Linked DNA regions of Zea mays: region 1 is linked to region 2. A link is a contact called in public Hi-C data. All regions are on one chromosome and are shown on one strand. Each heading gives the region's core, a stretch centred on a gene start, on an enhancer-like site or on the middle of the called end of the contact. The rest is flanking DNA. Distances are from core to core; before and after follow the strand shown.

What was found. A called contact is a pair of places that touch in the nucleus more often than the background predicts.
Region 1: a contact with region 2 is called in a Hi-C map of tassel, with 3 times the contacts expected there. The contact joins the promoter of LOC100194152 here to the promoter of LOC103626058 in region 2. A contact is called at or near these places in 2 of 25 Hi-C or Micro-C datasets (ear and tassel).

What each region holds. Positions count from the first base shown.
Region 1 is chr5:19,923,251-19,926,354 of Zm-B73-REFERENCE-NAM-5.0, forward strand. LOC100194152 reads right to left here and starts at 1,722. Exons shown (of 8, transcript NM_001358906.1): 1 at 1,523-1,722; 2 at 829-973; 3 at 605-727; 4 at 460-503; 5 at 241-366. The coding sequence starts at 1,581.
Region 2 is chr5:19,625,859-19,629,121 of Zm-B73-REFERENCE-NAM-5.0, forward strand. It overlaps LOC103626058, which reads left to right and starts at 1,964. Exons shown (of 3, transcript XM_008646439.4): 1 at 1,964-2,534; 2 at 2,948-3,263. The coding sequence starts at 2,133.

The sequences.
Region 1 (3,104 bases), core at 472-2,971, 300 kb after region 2:
ATGATGAAACCTAGGATAAAGAACGTCACTAGAATGAATTATTGACAGCTAACACCATAACAGTGGGCCATCACGAAGAGATTTGGAAAACTGGGGCAATTAAATTTGATGATCATACCATAATGTATAAGTTTGATACTATCTCCTCTCTTCAAATAATAAAATGATATGCAGTTCTTCTAATATACTTGTCACCATAATGTATGTGTTTGAGAAAAAAAAGGTTTGATCCATACTCACTTGTCACCAATATACTTTCCTTCACAAAAGTAATTAAGGAATAATTCTCCAACAAGAGCATTTTGCTTGTCATAGCCTTGGTGTCCAGCAAGTGCTATGAGCCTATGACTATCCATCGTATCCCCTCTGGATTAAAATCTTTACATCAGCAAACCAATAAAAGATGCTGCATGGCATGAAAGATGAACGCAAACCACATCTTCAAAACCATATACTTACGTCAGCCCCGACATGTCATACTCAAGCCCGAGTCCTCGAAATATCTGATACACAAGCACACACGTTAAAATAGGACAGCAGCTCTAAACACCTTCTGCGCAAAAGCGAGCAAATTCTACCCTAAGGCAAGTTCACAGGAAGAAACCTCGGCCATGCGAGAAATGACACGCTCATACTGAACAGGACCAAACTTCGCCTTGTAGAAGTCAGATTTCCTGACGCCCTCCTTAGGCGCATCAGGGTTTAGAAAGAACGGATGCCAGCGGACCTTCCAAGCAAAGCAAGCAGACAGACACAGGGTTGGCACCCGCGTAAACAAGAATTCTGAAACCGGGATCATGACGGGGATCTGAAGAGGGGGAGCGAAACCTCGAAGTCAAACTTGTCCCTGCTTTGCTCCATCGCTTTCTCGAGGTTCTTTTTGCCGACAAAGCACCAAGGGCATACTGTGTCCGAGCTCACATCGATCTGGATGAGCTTCTTGCCAGTGTCTGAAGCCATGGATTTTGCACACCTGCTATACAGTTTTCGGCAGCAAATATTCAGATTGGTCAGTGATGGGGGGGATTTATATGTTTGTTAGTCATTCCTTTGCAGATTAGTCAGTGTAGCTGAGTTAGGCTCTGTTAGGAGCATAGGGCTAATTGTTAGTCAAGTGCTCTTGTTAGTCAGGTAATTTTTAGATCAAATTAGCTCTAGCTCATCCAAACAGGAGGCTAATAAGTGAGCTAATTTGTTAGCTAAGCCTACAGTACAACTAGTTGTTAGCCAAACTAGCTGGCTGCTGGCCAACTCCACAAGAATTTACATGACACCGAGAGGCAAGGGCATATGCTCCCTTTCCAGAAAGGAAGTGTGGTCCATGTTGGTTCATGGTTCATCCACCTAAACTTAACAGTTAATCCCACGATTTGGCCAAGATGGCCGTATCCAAAACTTATTTCAACCAGTGTTACCAAGATTTTCTTTTACTAGGCAATACAACAATATATTTCCCAACCAGCTAGGATGAAATCGTTGTTCTACCCAAAAAAAAAACAACAACAACAAAAAAGAACCGAACCTGGGAGCGCCGAGTTTCGCGAGGGACGGGATGCGGACGGAGAGCAGGCGACCTGGCATACACAAGCACGGGGAGATCCTTCGTTTTCCTCCACAGCTTCAGCGCTCTTCCCTCGTCTAGTTCGTGGAAGGATGGAGAAGCAGTCGCGGTCTCGCGGAATTTGGTTGGTGGGTGGGCTCGGTTCACGCCTTCACGGTCCCGTGCTCTCAGTCTCAGCAACCTGCCAACCCACCCCTGGACCTGGTCCACGGTAGGCACGTGAGGCGCTCTGTCTTTCTCTGCCGTTCCTGTACGTCCAATCCTTCCAAGAACCTCGGGTGGTCCAGAAAAATCCGGTGGTCGATGCCCACGGACAAGCGTGTGCGCCACGAGCGAGCCCGACGAACAACGGAGCAAGGGAACAAGGCCATTTCCATCGGTCAAACAGGAGAAGGCAAGCAAAGCTCCGCCACCTTCAGCAGAATCCGCCCAAAGGCTGCACCGTAGTTCACTCCTGTTTCTCCCCAGGTGGTTGGCCCTAACTTACCACATTTTATCTAACTTTTATGTCTAAGTTTATTTATTTAATTCGAATGACTAATTAGTCCAAGTGTGACATATTTAACCATAAACCAAACAAGCCTTTAGCTTTACAGTTTTGTCCTATTTTTGTGATCTGTTAGATTTATTTCAAGTTGTGTGAACTTGGTCTTACCCTCTAAATAAGCGAAAGCCGAAATTCTGATCCATTATCTAAAAAAGTATTTTTCTTGCGCTAATCCTAATCAATTGTTGGATGATCGCCCGACTAATCTGATGAAACTGAGCTGGACATCTTTTATATTAGAGAGAAAAGAAAGTCCTACATACAAGATGAGGATCTTGCTGAGCAAGATCATCATCCACACCACACCGAAACTGAAACAAAGATTACATATGATCAAGAGAGTCTGACTCGACCGCTCCAAGGGTATCAACTAAACTATCCCTAAACAGGTAAGGTGAGGCTGTGTGCAGCGGCTCCCGTGGCCGCTCTCCCTCCCCTCCCGTAGAGGCAACAGACAGCCCCTATACGCCGCAGCGCTGCCCCCTACGGTGCCCCCACGATAGAGCGCATGTGTCCTCCTCTTCTCTCTCCCGTTGGATGCAGCGCGCACTCTTCTCCTCCCCCTTCTACTGTGCTATGGGTCCGGCTCTAATTGTTAGTAGAAGAAAAATTGATAGTAGATAAAAAGTAGTATATGAAATAATATTTTATAGTTGTAGTGGGATATATGGGGAGAAAATAGGGGAAACCGCTGCGGGGGATGAAAAAGTAGGGGGTGAAATGTTGATGATGTGACGCAAAAAGTGATATAGGGGGGAAAATTTAGAGGTAACCGTTGTGGACAGTCTGAGGAGCCCCAGCCAAGACCCAACCTTGTTTGGTCTAGGGACTACGCGGACTAGCCCTTCGCGCCACCACAAGATGAGGAAAAATTTAGAGGTAACCACTGTGGACAGTCTTCAAAATTTAGTTGAAGAAGGACGGCACATTTGAAGTGGACTAGCCCTTCGCGCCACCACATTTGAAGTTGGCAGCCTACGAGCGAGAGCTAATCAC
Region 2 (3,263 bases), core at 714-3,213:
GTCATCTTATCGACACATTACTTGGTCGATGGCCGTTACTCCTAGGACCCCTAACTCACCGACCTTAGATACTCGTGCCATTCATAGCTTTGCCACCGTCAATCTAAACGGGATGCAACTAGTAACGCGTTGCCAACTTTTCCGGTTTATCTTTGGTGTTTGGGGTACCGATTCTATCCAATAATCATCACCACAACTGATTAAGTATAAACGATTCTTACCTTTTTTCTCGCAAATTCCAACTTACGTACTGAAACAAAACTTAATCAGTGCTAATAAATTATTTCAGCGGAACCCCCTCAGGAAAAAACTTGTCGATTTGAGACTACAACAGAACATCAATGCAAAAAAATCCTAGGGGTCGGCTAATTTTAAAAGCATAAACCGAATAGCGACTCAGCAAAAAAAACAAAGAACGTTCGAGGCCCGCCGCACAACGATGGAGGAGCTAACAAGACGTTTTGGCGGTGGCTCGGTGACGAGATGTCGACGTAAAAAGTGAAAGTGTTGTTAGATAACATTAAGGTTGTTCGGTACGAGCACTTGGGTCGACGACAAGCACTAGAAGGCCGGCCCACTGTTTTGCATCAGTAATGGGAAGAGTGAAAGCAAGTGTGGCTAGTGGGGGTTCCAAGGTAATGGTGTTAGTTGTAATGAGGTGTCAGTGGCAGTAGGTTGCTAGGACACGATACCGAGAGCGAGTTGGCAACGGACCGAGGGTCCACGTGTCAATGTTAGACAGACGTCAGGGTTAGTTGAAGGGTGAAAAGGCAAGCCCATTAAGGATAGTTCGAATAGACCTGGTGAAGCCCCAAAGCAATAACAGTTCAAATATATGTCCTTCCTCTAATGGTCTACATTTCTCATCTCATATTGGTTGCCATAGAGGTGGCCAACCCTGAGTGCCAGCAATTCACAAGCTCACTGGTGGAGGGTGAGGGGATTCACTACGATTCCAAATTAGGTATAAGTAACGAGCCCTCCAGGCATTCATGCCCTGATATGTGTCTCACGTGTCATATCCATCCCGCGGTATGTGTGGCATGCAACAAATAGTGCATTGCTACCTTTTTAGTTTCGTGGTGGTGTTGTATGGATACCGTTTCAATCCACAAATCATAATCTAAATTTATTGATTCTCAACATTAATTCGTTACCTTTGTCGCTCGCAAATACTATATCATGTGCAACAAGTAGACTCGTATCTCTCAAGTTTTCATGGAGTGTAGATGTTGGTTTTTATCCACATGTCATCTTATCGGCACATTACTTGGTCGATGGCCGTTACTCCTGGGACCCCTAACTCACCGACCTCAGATACTCCGTACTCGTGCCGTTCAGAGCGTTGCTACCGTCGATCGAAACGGCGTGCAACTAGTAACGCGTTGCCAACTTTTCTGGTTTATCGATCTATGTTGTTTGGGGTACCGATTCTATCCAATAATCATCACCACAGCTGATCAAGTATAAACGGTTCTTACCATTTTCATGCACGGATAATATGTACTACACACTCGTTAGCATCATGGCTAGCTTCTAGGTTTGTTGTGGAGTGTGCATGTTGATCCTGTCCACCAATTCATCCCGTCAATGTATTGTTTGCCAATCATTATTGTGCCACATTTGAATACTAACCTTGAATAAGTGTGCCATTCAAAGAGTTATCACCCTAATACACATGCTATGCGACTAGTAGTGTATCGCTCACTTATTGGGCCCCCCAAAACCTTACTAAATATGTAGTAAAAGACTAAAAGCAAATGTAAATAAGTAGTAACCATACAATAGGAGAAGATGAGAAAAGTGCGCAGACAGGCCCTCAAAACCGGCGGCTACAGCAGCGACACTGACACTGACACCAGGGAGCGGTGAGCACACCTGGAGATGGTGACGGGAATCCGCAGCTGTATACTGCCTCCCTCCACTCGGCTATCACGCTTCCCAGCCTGCAAACCCCGTGCCCACAGCTCACCTTTTTCTCCTCTGCAGCCCACGCCTCCCGATAAATTCGCAACCCAGTCCCCCCCGTCGCTCTCATTCCTCTCGGCCACAACACTGCGCGCTCCGCAGACGCCCACCAAGCTTCCGCTATTCGCCAAAAGGTCCCCTTCTGCCCTCCGCCCTATCTATCCATGGAAAGGCGGCACGGCTTCTTCGCGGCGCTGCGGGAGGAGGTGGCGCGCGGGCTGTCGCCGGCGCGGGCGCGCCGCAAGCCGGACGCCACGGACCTGGCCGCCGCGCTCAGCTTCACCGGAGTGGCAGGCGCCGGCGAGATGCTGGCGCCGCTCATGGAGGGGCCCGATCCGGAGCCCAGCGACGACGGGGACGGCAGCGGCCGCCGAGGTGCCGCGCGCGGGAGGAAGGAAGGCTGGGGCCACTGGGTGCGCGTGCAGTTCGCGCGGGCCCCGTCCTCGGCGGTCGCGCTGCGCAGCGACATCAGGATGCTCCTCGGCGTTATGGCTGCGCCGCTCGCGCCGGTCCGCGTCTGCGCCGCCGAGCCACTCCCGCACCTCAGCGTCAAGGACACTCCCATCGTAAGCGCTTCTCTCGTCTCGTCACGCTGCTGCTGCTGTGTTTTTCTTCCTTTCCCCCCCTGCCCACTTGTTTGCTCCACGTTCCTTTGCAATCAACTGTTCGACGAAATGCCGGTGCCAAGGTTTTCATGGGTGTATGTATCCGAGTTTCCTTGAATTCGTGGGCCCTGTAGACTGTAAAAAGTTCGTTACTAGTGTTACAGTGCGGTAAAAGAGTTCGTTACTAGTGACTACAATGTCTGCATGTCTGGTCACCAGGATCTTTGACTGCTCTTTAGGACTGGTATATATGACTGATTGTTTTTTTCACCGCTGTTGCCTGGTAGTATGTGTTAATTCACTGTTTGCTGTTATATGCCAGATTTTTAATAAATTTATGATTTTTTTTTTGGGTGTGATGTGCTTGTCCACAGGAAACCTCGTCCGCGCAGTACATCCTGCAGCAGTACCTCGCGGCTTCCGGAGGGCACAAGCTCCTGGCCTCCCTGCGCAGCACCTACGCCATGGGCAAGGTACGCATGGTGGCCACCGAGTTCGAGACCGCCGGCCGTCTCACTAAGAACCGCAGCGCTGGACGCGGCGGCGAGCCTGGCCGCTTCGTGCTGTGGCAGATGGCCCCTGAGATGTGGTACATCGAGCTGGCTGTCCGCGGGAGCAAGGTGCACGCGGGATGCAACGGCAAGCTCGTGTGGCGGCACACACCATGGCTCGGTGCCCATTCTGCCAAGG